Linked DNA regions of Mus musculus: all the other regions are linked to region 3. The links are chromatin contacts, called in public Hi-C, HiChIP or PLAC-seq and promoter capture Hi-C maps. All regions are on one chromosome and are shown on one strand. Each heading gives the region's core, a stretch centred on a gene start, on an enhancer-like site or on the middle of the called end of the contact. The rest is flanking DNA. Distances are from core to core; before and after follow the strand shown.

What was found. Promoter capture Hi-C pulls out the DNA fragments that hold promoters and counts their contacts. Hi-C and Micro-C count contacts between places; a contact is called where the count stands out from the background. HiChIP or PLAC-seq counts read pairs in DNA pulled down with a chosen protein or histone mark.
Region 1: an H3K27ac HiChIP or PLAC-seq map of T-cell acute lymphoblastic leukemia shows a contact between it and region 3, with 4 times the contacts expected there. The contact joins the enhancer-like site here to the promoter of Trit1 in region 3. A contact is called at or near these places in 7 of 39 promoter capture datasets (the 3T3-L1 cell line, the C10 cell line, cranial neural crest and 4 more), 6 of 115 datasets of contacts at active chromatin or transcription factors (T-cell acute lymphoblastic leukemia, embryonic stem cells, large pre-B cells and 3 more) and 1 of 9 other capture datasets (embryonic stem cells).
Region 2: a Hi-C map of B cells shows a contact between it and region 3, with 6 read pairs. The contact joins the promoter of Sf3a3 here to the promoter of Trit1 in region 3. A contact is called at or near these places in 2 of 39 promoter capture datasets (liver and pre-B cells) and 1 of 484 Hi-C or Micro-C datasets (B cells).
Region 4: a contact with region 3 is called in a promoter capture Hi-C map of stem cell-derived epiblast-like cells, with 5 times the contacts expected there. The contact joins the promoter of Zmpste24 here to the promoter of Trit1 in region 3. A contact is called at or near these places in 9 of 39 promoter capture datasets (the C10 cell line, cranial neural crest, frontonasal cranial neural crest and 5 more) and 7 of 115 datasets of contacts at active chromatin or transcription factors (acute myeloid leukemia, astrocytes, embryonic forebrain and 2 more).
Region 5: a promoter capture Hi-C map of cranial neural crest shows a contact between it and region 3. The contact joins the enhancer-like site here to the promoter of Trit1 in region 3. A contact is called at or near these places in 7 of 39 promoter capture datasets (cranial neural crest, frontonasal cranial neural crest, hippocampal neurons and 4 more) and 3 of 115 datasets of contacts at active chromatin or transcription factors (embryonic stem cells and large pre-B cells).
Region 6: a contact with region 3 is called in a promoter capture Hi-C map of second pharyngeal arch cranial neural crest. The contact joins the promoter of Col9a2 here to the promoter of Trit1 in region 3. A contact is called at or near these places in 8 of 39 promoter capture datasets (cranial neural crest, frontonasal cranial neural crest, hippocampal neurons and 5 more) and 5 of 115 datasets of contacts at active chromatin or transcription factors (astrocytes, embryonic stem cells, large pre-B cells and 1 more).

Annotation. Positions count from the first base shown.
Region 1 is chr4:121,195,047-121,198,185 of GRCm38.p6, forward strand. The region is part of intron 1 of Rlf (rearranged L-myc fusion sequence); the gene reads right to left. Among named protein-coding and RNA genes, the nearest start is that of Rlf, 18 kb to the right of the region's middle. Within about 2 kb of position 1,370, at least 115 of the 459 cell types and tissues checked have an H3K27ac peak or open chromatin away from gene starts, as enhancers often do. A contact at or near this core is called in T-cell acute lymphoblastic leukemia, where this site is marked.
Region 2 is chr4:124,713,128-124,716,168 of GRCm38.p6, forward strand. It overlaps Sf3a3 (splicing factor 3a, subunit 3), which reads left to right and starts at 1,734. Exons shown (of 17, transcript NM_029157.3): 1 at 1,734-1,863; 2 at 2,142-2,189; 3 at 2,525-2,577; 4 at 2,683-2,788. The coding sequence starts at 1,768.
Region 3 is chr4:123,015,072-123,018,444 of GRCm38.p6, forward strand. Trit1 (tRNA isopentenyltransferase 1) reads left to right here and starts at 1,522. Exons shown (of 11, transcript NM_025873.3): 1 at 1,522-1,712. The coding sequence starts at 1,539.
Region 4 is chr4:121,096,323-121,099,724 of GRCm38.p6, forward strand. Zmpste24 (zinc metallopeptidase, STE24) reads right to left here and starts at 1,888. Exons shown (of 10, transcript NM_172700.3): 1 at 1,555-1,888. The coding sequence starts at 1,677.
Region 5 is chr4:121,078,573-121,081,887 of GRCm38.p6, forward strand. It overlaps Zmpste24 (zinc metallopeptidase, STE24), which reads right to left. Exons shown (of 10, transcript NM_172700.3): 6 at 2,600-2,741. Among named protein-coding and RNA genes, the nearest start is that of Gm23540, 3.9 kb to the right of the region's middle. Within about 2 kb of position 1,494, at least 18 of the 459 cell types and tissues checked have an H3K27ac peak or open chromatin away from gene starts, as enhancers often do.
Region 6 is chr4:121,037,713-121,040,883 of GRCm38.p6, forward strand. Col9a2 (collagen, type IX, alpha 2) reads left to right here and starts at 1,854. Exons shown (of 32, transcript NM_007741.2): 1 at 1,854-2,074. The coding sequence starts at 2,003.

The sequences.
Region 1 (3,139 bases), core at 120-2,619, 1.8 Mb before region 3:
TCTTATTTACATACCCATGCAGAGACCTACAAATTTACATAATTAAAACTAATCAAAATAGACAATGTTTAAAAAAAGAGTAAAAAGGGTTGGAGAGGTTGCTTTTCTAGATTAAGAGCACTGGCTGCTCTTCTGGAGGGCCCAGGTTCACGTCTCAGTACATATAAGTCATCTGAAACTCCAGTTCCAAGGGATCTGATGCCATCCATCTTCTGACCTGTACAGGTACCAACCACAGATTACATGCAAGCAAAACATTTTTACATACAGATAAATACAATTTTTAAGTTAAATCAATAAAACAAAGGTGCAAACAAAAACAAGGGTAGAGACTATAAATTATTTGGAGGATCCTAAAAGCCAGAACCCCAGAACAAAAATGACCTGTGCTGGGATTAGGAAGAAAGAAAAGAGTATATCCTTAATGGTTATCTTTACAAAAAAAATTTTTTTTTAAATTTTGAACCAGGCACGGAGGAATGTGAGTTTAATCTCAGCACTCGGGGAGGCAGAGACAGGTTGAGCTTTGACTTCAAGACCAGCCTGATGTACATACATAGTGTGTTCCACGATAGCCAGAGCTACATAGAAACCCTGTCTCAAAAATCCTGAGTGCGTGCTTAGACGTATGTATGTGTATTGTGTACATGCTCAGTCAGAAAAGGGATTCAGAGTCCCTGGAACTGGAGTTACATGTGGTTTCGAGTCACGGTGTGGGTGCTGGGAAATAAACCAAGGTCCTGTGCAAGAGCAGCAAGAACTCTTAACCAATGAGCCATCTCTCCAGGCCTCTACAGCATATTTTGAAAAAGTATTAGTCTTCCATTTTTTATTATAAAATTAATGTCTTGTGGCTTTCAAAGTATGCCATAATTTATTCTGACACTCCAGAACTCAGATCATAAATTAAGACAGTATTTTGTTGGACAGTGCTGATCTGAATAAAATTGGATTCTAGTTAAAAAAAGAAAAGCGCAGAAAATGTTCTATTGTCTATTATTTTTACTATACCTTTCCATGTTTGGTTTTATTTAGAAACATAGATGCCTAATGATGTGTTGCAAGTTGCCAACAGTATCTAGTATAGTAACTTGATGCACAAAATTCAGAGCCTAGCAGCAATAAGGTAGATACAATATATAGCTGAGATGTACAGTAGGCTCTTATGGCACCTAAGTTTAAGTATATCCAAGCATGCTAGGCCCACAGGCTACTCTCTCTCTCTGTGTGTGTGTGTGTGTGTGTGTGTGTGTGTGTGTGTATGAGGGGGGAGGAGGAGGAGGAGAGGGAGAGGAAGATTGGAGTAGAACCTAGAGCTTCAAGCATGTTAGGCCTTGCCTAGCAGCTGCCTGCTTACAATGAGGAAGTGGCTAGGTGAAACCGCAGCTCTTTCACCTTGTGTTGTTACTTGTAACCAACTCACACTTTCCACATTAGCTACAGCCAAAAAAAAAAAAAAAAAAAAAAGTGTCTCTAGCCAGTGTCAGGCTTCCCATTTAGGCACGAATGACTTTGAATTTCTGATCCACTTTCTAAAGACTGGGACTATAGAACTGTTTTATGAGCTACTGGGTAGGGGTCCAAACTCAGAGCTTCATATACAGTAGGTAAGCACTGTACAAACTGAGCCACATCCAACCCTTCAGCTGATTTAAAAGAGACACAGAGAGACTTCCTTGTCATTTCCATCCTCCGCTGATCTATATCCCCGACCTTTACTTCATTTTTTAAATAAGAAAGCAGAAGCTGGGTGTGGTAGTGCAAACCTTTGATCCCAGCACTCAGTAGGCAGAGGCAGGTGGATCTCTGTGAATTCGAGTCTAGCCTGGTCTACAAAGTAAGTCCAGGACAGCAAGAGATGGTTACACTGAGAAACCCCCTTGAAGAGCCAAAGGGGGGGGGGGGGACGGACAGATTTTACGCTTTAATCTGAACTAGTCACCTGCCTCCAATACCCATGTTTTATCACTATTCTGTATGTCTACTCAGAACTCACAAACCTACTATCGCTTTAATAAATATGCTTATTTCCAAACTCTGCCTTTACTTCCGACTCCACTACCTTTAGTGTCTGCAGCCTCTGCAGTGTGGTCATCATTTGGCCTACTTCCTCAGAGTTTACCACATCCACCTCCCATTCGAAAGTCACTGCTTCTGGGAAGTTTTCTGGCAATAGTGCTAAGTGACACCCACTACTTTGCAATCCTGTGGTCATGTCAGGGAAGTGGCTCAGTTTAGGTAGAACTGTCTCGCCTGCTCACTGTTCTGGGTTTGATCCTAGTACCAAAAGATGGCCATGGTTTGCAGACCTGTCATCCCAACCCTTGAGAGTCAGTGACAGATGAGAAGTTCAGTGTCATCCTCATCCAGCTACAGAAGAACCTGCACCCCCAAAGCAACAGCAACAGCAACAACGACCCAACTAAAACAACTACAAGTGTCAGTTGTTCATTACAAATGAACATCGTAGGGTAACTGGATTTTTTTTTAAAGATAAGTGTGTGCATTATTTTAAAATCTGCACATAACACAAGAAATCTTATTCTGATTTTAATTTCTCAACAAATGAAATACATAAAATTCTAAATCTAGCTAAGAGGTGGAGAGTTTAATCCCAGCGCTTGGTAGGTTGAAGCAGGCAGATCATTTGAGTTCAAGGCTGGTCTGGTCTACAGAGCAAGTCCCAGGATAGCCAGGGCCTCACAGAGAAATCCTATTTTGAAAATAAAGTTCTAAATCTGAGCAATGTGATTATATTGTAAAGGGCAAGCTTCCGCGGGAGTCAGCAATTGAATCTCATCCCTGAAACAGGGGTTAACATTTTAAAATGCAAAAGTAAGGAGATGGGAGGACTCCAAAGATGATGAGAACTAAGATTTAAACATCAGTTAGCAATGAGGACCGAGGGGGTTGACATTAATGAGTGAGAAGAAAACAGCTGGCTGCTTGAACTGAGGAAGTACCTAGAGGCAATCTGGGACCTGGGCTGCTTCTGTACTAACACAGCCGCTACACATTACTTCCAGCTGCTCTGAGCTCAGAAATCTGGCCTACTCACAGTCCATCGCTCTACATTTCTTCGTCCACCCTGATTACATTTCACTGGGTCCAGTCCACCATCCCATCTCCACAGACTATT
Region 2 (3,041 bases), core at 484-2,983, 1.7 Mb after region 3:
TTTCTCTGTATATCCCTGGCTGTCCTGGAACTCACTGCTGGGATTAAAGGCGTGCACCACGACCACCTGGCCAGAGTCCCTTGTGTTGATGCTGAAACCCAGTGCCTTGGAGTGTGTGTGTGTGTGTGTGTGTGTGTGTAAGTGTATGTGTATGTATGTTTGTGTGAATGTGTGTGTATATATGTGTGTGTGTATATATGTATGTGTGTGTATGTGTGTATATGTGTGTGTGAATGTGTGTGTGAATATGTGTGTGTATATATGTATGTGTGTGTATGTGTGTGTATATATATATGTGTGTGTGTATATATGTGTATATGTATGTGTGCATGTGTGTGTATATATGTATGTGTGTGTATGTGTGTGTGAATGTGTGTGTATGTATTGTATGTGTATGTATATATGTATGTGTGTATGTGTATGTTTGTATGTGTTTTGTTTGTTTGTTGTTTTGAGATAGAGTCTTATCACATAGCTCAGGCTGAACTTGAACTTGTTCTCCTCTTGCCTCCATCTCCTAAGCGCTAGGATCACGGGTGTGAGCCACTTTGCATTGCGCCGATGCCTCTTTCCTGGTGCATGCACTGTCACACACTTGTAATCCCAGCTCTCTATACTGATTCACTCTCTGCCCCTACTCTGTTTGTTTGTTTGTTTGTTTGTTTATGTTTCGTTTGGTTTGGTTTCATGAGACTGGATCTCTATGCAGCCCTGGCTGTCCTGGAACTCACTATGTAGACCAAACTGGCCTAGAACTCACAAAGATCTGTTTGCCTCCACCTTCTGCCTCTTCTGCCTCTGCTTCTTCCTCTTCCTCCTCTTTTAAGGAAAGGCAGTCTAGATTTCATTTTCTAAGCCATACAGTGGCTAGGTGTGGTGGCTCATACCTGTAATTCCAGCAAGTGGTAGGCGAAAAGCAGAAAAATAAAGAATTACATGGAATTGGGGCTGGTGAGATGGCTCAGTGGGTAAGAGCACCCGACTGCTCTTCTGAAGGTCGGAAGTTCAAATCCCAGCAACCACATGGTGGCTCACAACCACCCGTAATGAGATCCGATGCCCTCTTCTGGTGTGTCTGAAGACAGCTACAGTGTACTTTACATATAATAAATAAATAAATCTTTTAAAAAAAAAAGAATTACAGAGAATCAGAAGTTAACCTGTGCTGAACAGCAAGCATATCATTGCTTGAGTGTACCACGTTTTTCTTAAAGACTCCTCTGCCAATAAACAAAGGTTGTGTTCAAATATGTATGAGTTTTATTAAGAACAAACCCACCACCATCTCCACTTTACTGACAAACACACTAAAGTCCAGACAAGGGGAAAACATCACCAGAGGTCACACACTGAAAACTACTGCTGCTTCCAGTTCCCCTTTCCGTTCTGTATCCTTCAACTTATCCGTTCCTGCTAGTGTGTCCCTGCCGGCCCAGCTTTCTGCAGCAAGCCCCGGGCAAGCCAGCTGTCTCTCAACCTCAGCCTACAGGATTCTTGCAGGCTTCTTAGAGACAGCCAGCTTTCAACGCGGAGGCAGCGCTCCTTCAGACCCCCAGCCAGCAGGGGGAAGCGTAGCCACGGTCGCGGATAGCACCCGCTTGCTCTCTTCGTGGTGTTCCTTTTTTCTTGAGTCCCCCAAGACACTTCCGGGACACGCGGAACTTTGGTGCAGCCGGATGCTGCGCGCTGAGACGCTGGCTGAAAGGCGGCAGGCGGTGTTTCCGGCAGTGTTAGTGGTCCGCCTTGAAACGCCGTGGCCAAGGGAAAATGGAGACAATTTTAGAGCAGCAACGGCGCTATCATGAGGAGAAGGAACGGCTTATGGATGTTATGGCCAAAGAGATGCTTACGAAGAAGTCCACGGTGAGTGAGCCGTGGTCCGGGCCGCATCAGGAGGCGGGCCTGGGTCCTTTGCCGAGCCCTCGCGCTGTATTTGGCCTCGGAGCTTCTCTGCGCCCCATCCTCACCCTCCTCCTAAGCTGGCTCGGCACTCTGGCCTCGTTAACGTCCTCCGAGGGCCCCTCAATCTTCCTGCTTCAGCCCCTGGGACCTAAACCAATAAGCGCATCACCCCTCGGGTGCTCTTTCCAACTGCTAAACTCAAAGTAACAACGTATGTGTTACCGTTTGCCTTTCTGCAGCTTCGGGACCAGATCAATTCCGATCACCGCACTCGGGCCATGCAAGATGTGAGTGCGCCGCCGTCCGCTTCCCCTGGGGTCGGGCTGGGCGGGAAAAGTGCAGGCTGGGAAGGTTGAGTGGCCCTGCGTGATTTCTACCCCTGAGTTCTTAGACAAGCCCCTCTAGGGTACCTAATCAGATGTCCTATCTCTGCCTCCCAAGTGCTGGGATTAAAAGTGTATGCAACCACCTCGGGATCAAGCTGTCTCTTAAAAGTGGTGGAACTTTGAAGACCATGTATCTCATGAGTTTTCCTTGGGTTTTGCCAAGACATCCTTTCTTGTTTACTTAGCCCTGTGGTACAAATTTGCTTCATTCTGATGGCTTTGCGCTTCTGTTTCAGAGGTACATGGAGGTCAGTGGGAACCTGAGGGATTTGTATGATGATAAGGACGGGTAAGTGACGGTCACATCCCTTCTAACAATTAGTGCTTTTGAGGAGCCCTGGTGAGACCATGGGCTGTGTGCTTTATGCTCTTCGGGTTTGTTGATATCTTGCAGACTGCGGAAGGAGGAGCTCAATGCTATCTCAGGACCCAACGAGTTCGCTGAATTCTATAACAGACTCAAGCAGATAAAGGAATTCCATCGGAAGCACCCAAATGAGGTAAGGCCTCCCAACTTAGTGTCCTTAGACCTGGCCGTTAACAAAAGGGAAAGATGCAAAGGAAATGGAGCTATGCCATGTAGATGTCACTCCAAGAAAGAACGTGCCACTTCACTGCATGTTAAGTGACATCCTCTTGGCATCCCTCTGCAGTAAGAGAACACGGTGAAGCACTAGGGCTGCTTCACAAGAATGTCTCCTACTCAATATACTGTGCACCTAGCTCTGCCCTGAAATCTACCAACACAGTGGT
Region 3 (3,373 bases), core at 272-2,771:
AAAAGCACTTATGCCCCCGCCCCCATCCCAAGTGCTGACTGAACCCAGAGCCTCATGCTGACTAAGCAAATGCTCTACCACTAAACCTGCATCCTCAGACCCCTTAAACTGCCCAACTAGCTAGAGGTTAGCAGAAGGGGTATTTAAGCATCTTTACACGTTATTGAAAGATTCTCTGCCCTTAGGCTTTTGCTCTTACTTATTTAGGGAGGCAGATGGGATTGTACAATTATAATAACACAAACTGTTTAACAAATGGTGGTTGTTATGTGCCAGTGCATTTGAAGCAAGCACTTTCCAGACATTATTTCACCTTTTCCTTATGGCAATCCTTGGAAGAATGGAAAGATAAAATTGCTGAGGTTAAGAGGTGAAGTAAGGGTCTGAAGTGTGCTCAGCTCAGTGCTAGAGTGTATATTCAGCACCCAGGGGGGGCCTGGGTTCAGTCTTCAGACAAAGAGAAAAAAAAATGCTGCTAATGGAATTAATTCTGATGAGAATTAATCAGCTCTCAGCTGATAAGTCTGAGAGCTGGAATTTGAATCTAGGTTCATCGGGTTCCATAACCATTCTTTCTTAATTTTAAACTTCAGTGTGTGTGGTGTGTGTGTGTGTGTGTGTGTGTGTGTGTGTGTGTGTGTGTGTACAGAGGTCAGCATCAGCTCTCTCCTTCCACATGCGGATCCTGGAGATTGAACTCAGGTCATCAGATCTGGCTGCCAGCAACTTTACATGTTAAACCATCTCTCTGGATTCTTAAAGCCATTTCTCAAAGTGGTGTGTGGAATCTTGAAGTCTGGCCATCCTTGATTCTGATTTTTCTTTCCCTCACTTGTATCTGCTTTACCCTTTGATTTTCTTCTGCTTCCTCTTCTAATTTTTGGGTTGTCATTCACTTGCTTGTTCTTTTGCTTTTAAGCCTATCTCTTGACTGCTTTATGCCAACGCAGAGCTTTGTCCTGCTTTCTGATTGTGTCTAAATGAGTGTGGAATTCAAACATTAGAGCCATGCTCTTGACTGAGAATTGGACAGATCTGATTTTGAAGAATGACTGAGAATCGGACACTCTCTGAGCTTATTAAATCCAACGCTAAGGTAGGCAAGTCGTTTCTCTGTCCATTTAATCATTGGTGGGTGCCTGTGCTAGGCACAGGAGACTCAGCAATGAACTAGTCAGAATGTGCTTCTTGTCTTTGTGAAATTAACAGCCTGTGGTAGAACTCAGACAATAAACCAGAGGCCAGTTATACAGTTTTATTCTTGAATTAATGCTATGAGGAAAAAGAATTGGGTGCCTGGACGCAATGTAGACAGAAATATTTTAGATGGGCTGCCATCTCTCCTTTGAGAAAGCAAGTCGGTGGGCTAATCTCAGCTAGTCGAAGGCAGTTACGTCATGGGCCTCCTAAGCTTGGTACCTTTGTCCCACAGTTTCCTCCTTTCCACCCTCCCCGCGTTCTGAGCCGGAGATCCGCGCCGGCGCACTGACTGTTGCCATGGGGACAGCTGCTTCGGCGCATGCTCAGATGCCTTCAAGATGGCGGCTGCGGCTGCTGCACGAGCAGTTCCTGTGAGCTCTGGATTCCGAGGCCTGCGGCGAACACTGCCACTTGTAGTGATTCTCGGGGCTACTGGGACTGGCAAGTCCACCCTGGCTCTGCAGTTAGGCCAGCGGCTCGGCGGCGAGATCGTCAGCGCCGACTCCATGCAGGTATGGCAGCGTGCTTGGCCCGGGGGCCTGGGAACCCTGGAGGTCGCGTGCGGGCCTCTGGACTAGGGGACACCCTGTCGCGTGGCTGTAGTGGGTGAACCTCGAGGCGTATGGGGATCCAGATGAAAGGAACCCACACCTGCTAGGTACCCATTCCAATGGCAGACAGTGTCCATTGTGTCCTGTGATCGCTAAGTAACTTCTCAGGCCATTACTCTTTCGTAGATAGTACCAACAGTTTCATTTATGGATAAAAATGTTGGGGGCTGGGGAGGTGAAGTGACCTTGTGCGTGGCACATTGCAAATAAATGGAGGAGAGATAGTGGAACGTTTAAGGTTGACATCCGGTGAATTTCAGTAAGTTAATTATTCCCAAATTTTGCCATAATTCTAATTCTAGCCCAAGGTAAGTCAGATGCCACCTGTGAGTGTCTTCTTGGGCACTAGAGCAGTCAGAGGCAGCCACTGGCTTCGTGACTTCAGATCAACAGTGCCCTTTACTTGAATATTATATTTGTAAAGTGGAGGAAATGTCATTTGCCCCACAATCACAAGGCTAAAGTATTTAATAAGTGAGACATTGGAGTGTTACAGTGGAGAGAGGGAGGCCAGCTCGAAGGTCAGACATTGTGGTAAATATTGGCTGAACCTGAGGGCTTTTTTGTTTATTTGTTTTTGTTTTTTAATCCTTTTGTCCTCTTTGCGAGAGGACTTTCGGGGATGTAGGAGCATTTGAGCTAGAGAGTAGGTGACATTTTGGGTGAATGTGAGAAGAATTACAACAGCTGTTAGGCATGTTCAAAGGTGTCGAACATATACAACCAGTCGCAGAACTCATGGTTAGTAACCTAAAATTAGTAATTAATTCTTTGCCCCACTTTACCTCATAAGGCTCCTGACATTGTTTCTACCCTCATAATTTATTTTTCCATGATAAGATCATCAGCTTATACTAAAAGGTAAGGTAATGTAACAAATAGTTGTTTGCAGCCTGCTTTGTGCCAGCTTAGGGAGATAAAGAGTTTAGCTTGAACTGAATCTCAGCCAGATTTTTTTTCCCCCAACTTTTTGCTACATGAACAAAGATACCTTTGTTCCTTTGCTAAAATAGGAAGAATATAAAAAACAACCTTGTGATCATTAAATGAAATATATGTGAAGCACTTATTACAAGTGTTTAAAAAATATGTTAACAGTGAAAACTATGGTGACTGTGTGTGTGTGTGTATATGTACATTAGACCAAACTCCTTATATTGGGGAATGTTAGTCTGGCTAAACATAGAGTAAGACAGAGCTAATAAGTGAACAGAGCTACTTATAGAGCATTTTCAGGTGGGCGGGTTCAGAAGATCAGAAGAGACTACAAGTGCTGGATTTCGTGATAGACTATTAAATTTGGTAGAATTCTTGAGAAGGGAGAAATCAATGAATGTCATGGAAAGTCTCTAAAGAAGTGCCTAGGCTGGGGAGACCCTGACCCTGACCTCTCTGGCCTCTACATACATGTCTGTATGTACACACACACACACAAATACAAATTGAAAAACAAATAGGTCAGTATGAATTATAAAAGAAGAGCTTAAAATTGGGCAAAGTGTCATACGCTGTGATCTTCACTCTTTTTGGAAGCTGAGGCAAGAGGACAACCTTGGGTGTCA
Region 4 (3,402 bases), core at 638-3,137, 1.9 Mb before region 3:
AACAACAGCAACAAAAAGCTGAAGGCATTAAATTATAACCCTACAACAATGCAACAATGCCAAGTGGTCGTGGTGCATGGCTTTAATACTAGAACTCAGGAGGCAGAGGGAGATGGATCTCTGTGAGTTCAAGGCCAGCCTGGTCTACAGAGTGAGCTTCAGGACAGCCAGGGCTAAACAAAGAGAAACTCCGTCTTGGAAAAAAAAAAAGATGCAACTTGATCTATTAATAAACTATGTCAGATAAGTACTCAATATCTCACCCTGCTGTTTTGATACTACACGTTATGTGTTTGCTTCAAGCAAGGGTACTTATGCAATTCTGAACTAATGAAGCTTTGAGTACCTAGCTACAGTAATTTTTAACACGTTGAACATACTAAAGGAAGAGACTGAGGTAGACATAACCCGACACTGACAGATTTTTAAAATTCAAACTTGTGCCGGGCTTGGTGGCACACGCCTTTAATCCCAGCACCCTGGAGGCAGAGGCAGGCGGATTTCTGAGTTCAAGGCCAGCCTGGTCTACAGAGTGAGTTCCAGGACAGCCAGGGCTATACAGAGAAACCCTGTCTCAAAAAACAAAAAACAAAAAAACCAAAAAAAAAAAAAAAATTTCAAACTTGCAATCCGGAGAGTCACGAAGGGCTGGGAAATGTAGTTCAGTGGGAGAGCACTTGCCTGGCAAAGAAACTCACATACAGTGTAAGTTAGAAGAAAACTGCAGACGAAAAGGACTGCAGAGCTCAAGAAATAGGTCCAGCAGTTAAAGGGGAAGGTTCTCAAGGACGACACAGACGAGTGTTGTCCAAACTTAGACACTGCAGAGCAGGCATAGACCTGCATAAGTTTGACGGCAGGGCTGTCCTTTCCTTTTATTAGACACCAACAGGCTTGGGACCCATTATAATGTTGCAGATAACTTGTTTTGTTGTTTCAAAGTCCATCTCACTAAAACGTTCACATTTCGAATTAAACTGTTAATTATGGCTATCTCCATGGAAAACTGTTAGCTTTTCTACTGCACTATTTAACGTTTTAAACAAAAAACCCAAAGAGAAATTTTAATGAAACACACACACATTGTGGCCCCAAACAACATTTGCTCTAATGAGGATTTTCAAACGGCGTGCGAGTCTTTGGAACGGTTGCAAAGTGAGGTTGAGCATGGTAACATCAATATCATGGGAAGTTATTATTCTACAAATTTAGCACCTCCACTTAGAAAGCCTATACCAACGAGGCTTGGTCAAGTCCCGGTCCAAAGATTCTTAAGACGCTGTAAAGCAGGCATAGACATGCTCAAGTTTGGCGGTAGGGCAGTTCTTCCCTTTCATTAGCCGCTTACAGGCTTGGGTCCCATTACAACGTTGCAAACAACTTCTGCCTTTCCAAAAACTCCTCAAAGCGGCAGTCACCATTAGGAAAAGTTAGGAAGCTCACCGGGGGTTACGGTTTGCTACATCCGGGCAAACACTAAGGGGCTTGGGTAGAGGCTCGGGCTGGCCTAAGGCTGTCCAGGGGCTCAGCCGGGGGAGACACGTCAATGCTCACCTGCCGCTGTGCTAGGAAGGTCTCCCAAAGATACACCGTCCAGGAAAAGAGCAACACCGCCCCGAAGATTCGCTTCTCCGCAGGGAAGTCCCACATAGCGTCCACCGATGCCCACATCCCCATCGTCACCCTATCTCACCCGCTCCTTTAGCGTGCACCGGTGCCTCAGCGACACGCGTCCCTCGGAGAGTGCCAGCGGTGTCACAACAATACGGGTCCCTTCCGAGGGCTTCTTCAGACGCCCATTCCCTCAGCTTTGCCAGAAGTGTCACAAAGACACGATTCCCTCCAGCCTTACTCTTCAAGGACCTACTTATTTCTGCTAGAATAAGACGCCCCACCTTCCTCACTTCCGCCTGAAGAATGAGCAGCGGTGCACCTGAAATATCCCTCCGGATTCTGTGTGCAGGGATCCAATTCAAAGGTTCCGGCCTTCTTCCTGGGAACGTCAGTGTGGTCGCCGCCTCTCCTTTGCTTTGGCGGGTTACCAGAGAGGGCAATGGACCCCGGTGCTTAACCGGACCGGATAAGCCGGGTCATAGAAATATTCCCTCTAGAAGTAGCTGGGAAGGATGAGAGAGGCTCTAAAACTTTTCCTTCCTTCTATTTAGTGCCGTTCAAAGGTTAGATGTGCATCTCCAGGATAACTAACCAAACGAGGCATTTGGGGTTGTTTGGCTTGTCTTCGAAAGTTCTGGTTTTGGGAATATTAGAGATGAAAATGACTCTAGTGATTAGGATTTTCATTTACACATTTCATCTCATCCTCCCCAAGTGAAGTCAGAAGAGGCATTTACCTGTGAGTCCTGGGACTGCATTTCTAACCTCAAACAGGCAGGCTTGGTAGCCACTGCCTTTAAGCCTAGCAAGACCTTGTTTCAGACACACACTACCACCACCACCACTACCACCACCACCACACATCACCACACACCATCACAGCTCAGTACCTTTGCCTTGGAATTCAACAATGAAATAGGGTCACTATGGCCCCTGTTACTACTTTGACTTTACTTGAAACGTGAAGCCAGAATTTTTCTGACCACAAAGTAAATGTTATTTAATTAATAGTTTCTATGAACTAATAGCACTTTGTATAAACATTATTTATAGTGAATTGCGAAATCTTTAGCTCCAATTAAAATATGTAGCTCCAATTTAAAATATGGTGAGATTGTGATGCTAAAGATGTTGAGATTAAGGTTTCAAATTTCTCAACCATGACTAAATTTATCTGCATGAGCGTAATCAGTAGAAGTTACTTGACAAAGTGAATTACTTCAATATAGGATCACAGATTCTTTGGCAACCAAAAGTTCTTTTGGGGGATTTTTTGCTTTCAGCAAAATTACTGATTGAACTGTTAGCTGAACTTTGAGTTTTGTTCATGGGCCTGGGAAATATTTTGTACTTGATTGGGTGTAAGGCAAATGGCATGAAAACAGGGATCACAGGCAAGTAGAGACATAGCTCTAACAAGTGCCATTTCCTCAGGTAGAAGGTCTTCAGAGAGGAGGCTTCGTCCCTGTCCTCCTTTTCCATGGCTGGTTGGATGTTTTGTACTGGCACCCATCATGGTGTTGTAGAGTCCTGTGGAAAAACACAAGCATAGCCTAGCCCTTGTGTCAACAAAGGGTGGATGCCACTGTGATGTTAGGGACTCTCTCCATTGTACCAATGGAAGAGTGGTATTCCTAGGTAGGTAAGCCCAATGTTTATAGGTAGGGCTTAATCCCTGATCAAAGGTGAGGAAGTTTAGGTGAAAATGGGCCTCTGCCAGGGCCAGGGGAAGGTCATGTTTGGATTCAGGGGAGGTAAACTGAGTCAGCAAGTCCTTTAGAGTCTGAG
Region 5 (3,315 bases), core at 244-2,743, 1.9 Mb before region 3:
ATGTGAGATGTGTGTGAAGAGTGTGTGTGTGTGTGTGTGTGTGTGTGAGTGAAAGGGTGTGTAGGAGTGTGGGAGTTCAAGAAAAGAAAAACATACAGGACAAAAGCAGAGTGCGCAAGAGAATGCAGAGTGTGTGCAGCCTCAAGTTCTGAGAGAGAGAAGAGAGAGTAACTTTAAGCCTTGAAAAATTGCCTGTCAGTTTGTACCCAAAAAGTAGTCTGTGTCTGTTTATTATGTACCTTCCAGATATCCCTGCTTCCAGTTGAGAACTCTGACCCCGTGTTGAGGCTGGAAACACGTGAAGGCCACGGAACAATCTCAGGTGTTATCCTCAAAATGCCATCTACTTCCTTTGAGATTAGGCCTCTTATTGGCCTAGGCTACACTGGCTGGCCAGTGTGCTCCAAGGATCCTCTGGCCTCTACCTCCCCAGCACTGGGAATACCACTGAGTGCCACTACACAAGGCATTTTTATATGGATTCTGGAGATTAAACTCAGGTCCTCATGGAAGACAAGGTGCTTGTCAATGAGATTAAGTGATATAAGCCTTGAATAGAGGATTCTGCAGTGGTAACAATGTAACCTCCCCATCCATACTGGCTCCACTCTATGAGTCTGAGCCCATAACCACCCATCTAAAAGTCCATTTCTTAAGGTTGGCAAAGAGCTTTCTGGAGATGTTGTAGTTATCAATAAGAAATTCCTGCCGGGCAGTGGTGGTGCACGCCTTTAATCCCAGCACTTAGAAGGCAGAGGCAGGAGGATTTCTGAGTTCATTTCTGGGTTTGAGGCCAGCCTGGTCTACAGAGTGAGTTCCAGGACAGCCAGGGCTACACAAAGAAACCCTGTCTCGAAAAAAACCAACCCCCCCCCCCCCCAAAAACAAACCAAAAAAAAATTCCTCTGCTTAAATCGCTAGCTCTTGTAGAGCTATGACTAAGATGGTGTTTAAAGCTATTTCAATACTAGCACAGACATGAGAACTCTTAGTTCCTTATGAATCTACTCTTCTTCAAACTCTATTCCCTCTCAACAAGCTGCCATTTATGACTGTCCACATCAAATCCAGGCTGTTAGTTATCCTAATGTCTCTCCTCATTTCCCTGTATGTAAATCAGCAAATGGCAGCAACGTTCTTTGTTTTTCTTCATCAACTTTGAGCAAGTCTAAAACATAACAAAAGAAAACAACAACCACAACCACAACCCGACCTCATTTAGTCTAGACTGCCCAAATAGCCTTCTCACTGCTCTTAGTGCTTCTTTTCTGTTCTTGCCTTGCCCTATAATGCATCCCTATGCAGAAGCCCAGGACAGTCTCCTGGCTGTGTGTGGTGGCTCACACCTATAATCCCAACACGAGGGAATAAGGTCAAGAGTTCACGGTCAACCTCAATTGTAGAGTAATTCTGAGGTCAGGTTTGGCTACTCTTTACCCTGACTTACAGAGGCCTGTCAGACTGACGTACTTTTGCAGCTGCTCATTCTAGTGACAGCCATCTCTGTTCTTTCACTTTGCAATTGCTTCTCATTGGTAACAGTTTAGTTTGTAGTAGGCACCAGCAAACTATGGCTTCAAATCAAATGCAAGGTGCTGCTTGTTTGCATGTAGTCTTATTGGAACACAGCCAGGTTCCATGCTTATGCCCTGTCTGTGGCTGCTTCTGCCATATAGAACTGAATCTCTGAAGAATACTGTAGGCCACATAGCTCTCAACAGTGAATAGCTTGCTTTTTTACAGAGAACTACCATTCAGAGGACACACGGTTGAAAGGTAGAGGGAAGAAGTGATTCGTTTAAGATCCCATAGCTAGTAAGCTGCTGAGACAGAATCTTTTATATTTATTTTAAACTGAAATCCTGACACACACCCAACTGTTATCCTCTTAATTTGGCAGCCTCCGTGAAACTTAATCAGTCTTATGAAACTAACAGGTGGCTTAACTCCCCAAGGCAAACAGAAAAACAGTTTAATAATGTGAGGTGTCTGATGGTGCCACAGATTAGAGTCCCCCTGGGACACTGATGCTCTGCTAGGGGAAACAAAGCCAAGAACACTGGTTTTGTTTTGCAGCCTTTAAACTAGTGCTATATAGCTAATCATTCATTCAAGAGTCCAATTCAATTACCCAAAGGAGCCAGGCAGACAATAGGGTGAGTTTTGGTCTACTATACAGTACAGGATGAGATAGTAAAAAGGCTTTGAACAAAGATTAAGAACAATACTATATGGTTAATCAAACAGAGTTGCAGACAAAAACTGGATTTGGCATCAGGCTACCAGTTTCTATATGAAGAAATGCCATAAGTTCCTATAAATCTTTTTTTTCCCTGTATTTTTATTTCATTTCTAAAATTTTACATTACAGGCAATTGTGAGCCACTATGTAGATGTTATAAATCTAACTTGGCTCCTCTGGAAGAACACCCATGAGTCTTAACTGTTGAGTCATCTCTCCTGTGCAGATTCTATAAATCTTAAAAAGCCAACTGTAAAATCTGACCCTATTTTTTAAGTAACAAACATAAATAATAAAGACTGACTGACTTAAGAACAGAGTACTCAGACCACTCTCCTCACCTCCAGGTAGCCTTACCTTCAACAACATACACCTTAGTCAAAGGGAAGTCAATACTCTTTGCCATCACTTCAATTTCCTGCTTAAGCTTTCCCTCCGGTAGAGGTGTGAATTTGTCAAACAGAGGGGCAATATAGTCAGCATAAATGGTGACAAGAACCTGAAAAATAAGTAACAGGAAAGACTGTTCATTAATAACAACTTAATTATATAATATAATTATGTTCATCCAACAAACACCCAGGACATTATCTGTTTAGTAAATTAAATCAAAATAGCACTGTAATAACACTGTACACAAGTCAACTGGATTTTAGAAGATAATGCTACTAACAGTGACTAAGAACTCTGGGCCTAATCAGCAGCCTTTCTTGGGGATTTCTGGCACTGTAAGCCAATTATAACACACCCTTGTTCATGCTGGTGGAAATGGCACTTCTAGAGTATTTTCTCCGTCTCTGCCATATTACAGGTATTTAAAGACAAGTAGCTCATCTTCTGATCTCGATCCCACCAGTGAGAGATAAAGCAACAAACGCCACACAGTTCAGGTGGAAATAACCCTCATCACCAGTGGAGCTGAAGAATGGACAGATGGTATTTTCTAGGGTCTGTGAACGTTCCCCTTGCCTGTATGATTGTCTGTGATGAAGCAGATTAGAATATGAGAAACAGAGAAGGAAAAGGATGTAAGGAAGGAAAATGCAGGAGAGAGGAGAGAGGAGAGAGGAGAG
Region 6 (3,171 bases), core at 604-3,103, 2.0 Mb before region 3:
AATAAACGTGTGCAGAAGGATCCTGCTGTGGCGTCGTTCTTGCTGGCGAGTTGGGGGCGCGCTCAACAGAGTTAGAAATGGTTATAGGCTGATATGTGGGTACTTGGTCCTCTGCAAGTGCAGCTGGTGCTCTTAACCACTGAGCCATCTCCCCGGCTTCATAACATACTTAAGAAAAGGAAATGTGGAGGGTGATTTTTACACGTGTTTATGTGTTTTGTGTATGTGCATGTGCTTATATGTTCACTGCATGTTTGCTGTTGCCCATGGAAGCCAGAAGAGAGCATTGGATTCTATGGAACAGGAGGTACAGGTAGTTGGGAGCCATCTGATGTGGGATGCAAATCCCCAAATTCTACAAAAGTAAGGAGTGCTTTTATCTGTGGAGCCATCTGTCCAGGCCTCCTCCTTGGCCAGGTCACTTGATTTGCTTGTGGTCAAGTTTCCATACTGGAGGCCAGTTGGATACCAAGAGCAAATGATACTGAGGGTCACAGCGCACTGCTGTCACATTAAGCAGCTGCCACCATCAGCTCCTTCAATCTTCAAGCAAATTCTTTAAGATAGGGACCATGTTGTTCCCAGTTACAGAGGAGGAAACTAAGACTTCATTTATGTCATGGAGGTGTCTGTGGTCATAACTGTGGTTAGTGGCTGCATGAGATCCACTGCCCTTAGCCAGTGAGTGGAAGAGAAGGAGAGGAGAAAGGGGCTCTGGACCGAGGTGACCAGACAGGTGGGTTTGGGGTGTTACTGAATAAAGTGGTGGCTGTTTCCATGAACTTGGGAGGTCAGTTGAAAGGGGGTGAGGGAGAAGTCTCTCCCAGTCCAGGAGACAGCAGCATGCAGGTGCCGCTGAGGAGAAAGACAATCGTGTCACTTGGCTGACAGTGGACCTCACACATGCAGGTGGTTCCACACGGTTAGATAGCCCAGGTCCATTTTAGTTTGTGTGACTATGCATTGTGGTGTTTGATAGTCTAAGGGACACTTTTCATAGAACATGTACTCCTCCTTAATATGTAATTGTAGGGATCTGGAGAGATGGCTCCCTGCTGAAGAGCTCGTGCTCTTCTTGCAAAAACCCAGGTTGTTGCCAGCACCCACGTAGGAGCTTACACCTTTCTACAACTCCAGTTCCAAGGATGTCTGGTCCCCCATGGGACAGGGTCATACCTGAGGGCAAAACACTCATTCGCATAGATAAAAACTTGTCTTCAAAGGATATAACTGTACAAGGTCACATGGGGTGGATGCCTGGTGGATGCTTGGGAGAGAAGACGTGAAGGACTGGCATTGCCAAGGGCAGATCCAAATGCTAACAGGATGCCTCAAGGATGGAAGATGTTCGGATCGCACTGGTCGATGGAAGCAGGGAGGCGAGAGGAAAGGGAAATTTAGAGGCCACAGACAACTCTAATGGAATTGATGGTGGAGGGGGAGAGAAGAGGCAGATGGGGAATTCCCGAGGTGGCAGATTCAAGAAAGATGTTGGTGTGTTTTAATATGGCAGGGACCTGATTGTTTGTGGAGAGGACTGAGCCAATTTAGAAAAGATGGAGTTGGTGGAGTCCTGGCCAGGTCTCCAGAACCTGAGATGGTTGAGGCTCTGGAGGATAAAGGACCCAGACAAGCTTGCCCGGGGAAAGGATGGGGCTGAGGGCCAGGAGGAAGGCTTTGATCTTGGAGGCAAGGAGGAAAGGGACTTCGAATGGACTTCTGCTCTTCACACAGAAAGTAGTCCCGTACCCCGAGATGCCCCCGGGACTTCCCAGCTGGGGCGTCTGGTCAAACTCAGAATGCAGACCCAGGGTGGGCACAGAAGATCCGCCCCTGACCGGGCGGAGCTGGACAGTTCCTCCCCACAGTGCTCTCAGGTGACAGGCCTGCAGGTCCCCGCCCCGGCCCGTCTAGCTGCGTTTTCGGGAGATCCAGTCCGAGGCTCCGAAAGCAGCCCCCGCCATCGGTGCTTGGACCCCCGCTCCAGAACCCGCTGTTCGCCATGACCGCCGTGCCCGCGCCCCGCAGCCTGTTCGTTCTCCTCCAGGTGCTGTGGCTCGCCCTGGCTCAGATCGTAAGTCCTGTCACTTCTCTGTCTCCGCCGTCCCTGGTGCAGAGCCTGGGTTTAGGATCCTGGAGTCTTTAGGACCTGTTCTAGTCTGTCCCTAGCCTGAGGGGCAGCTGAGGACAGAGCCGCTGGGGTGATGCATACCCGGCAAACCGCTCGCGGTGAAGGGAGATTGACTAGTCCGGGAACCAGAGGGACCTTGCCTCGGGATGCTTGGCCTTGCCTGGGACAGGCAGCGTCGAGCAGGAGATGGCGCGGGGGCCTGGCAGTGGAGAGAGCCCAGGTGGTGCGGAGACAATGGTGGCTATTCAGTCGACAGCGGAGCCTCCGCCCCCGGAGTCTCCTAAGGGACCCAGGCTCCAGCCAGACTTCCCTGTCGCCCCAATATGTCCGTTTCCTGACTGTGGGCTTCTGCCTCACTTCGCAGGGACAGCTGGGCCCTAGGAAAGAGATGCCCGGTTTAGGACCAAATGGGGATGCTGGGCCCGCTCACCAAGCAGTGCTAGTGTAGGGGTACAGTTCGCCTGTGAGGCGCCAGCCTGGCACATCTTAACCTGGGGAGGGCACCTGGCGCCAGCATCTGGCACGCGTGGACTTCCTGAGTCGGGGCTGGTTCGCTACCTTAGGGAGGATTGGGTGGGAAGAGTCCCAGCTTTCCTTCTTCTCTGAGGTCTCTTTACCTGCACCAGGGACGAGGGAGAGGTGCCAGTTCACCGCTATACCTGTTGTTGGTTAGAAAACAGCAATAGTTCGAACGGCCATCGTTGGCTAGGTGCCATCTTGCACATCATCTGTGATTTGAGCAAATGATGTCTTCATCTATTTCCTATCGTGACAGTGCAAAGACCGTGTGACCCAGGGGAAGAAGCCAGCCAACCTAGGGTGTAATCACGGTTTCAGCATTCACTTGCAGTGATCACGAGCCTTGAGTCTTTTTGTGTTTCCTCACCCTCTGCTTGTCACCCCTAATAGTACCCCCCCCCGAGTTCTGAGTAGTTCATAAAGTAACAGAGCATAATGGCACACAGTGCCTGACACACAGTAGCTGCTCAACAAACTCCCCATGAAGCACCATCTCCTTGGGGAGATGCTGCCCTAGTCAC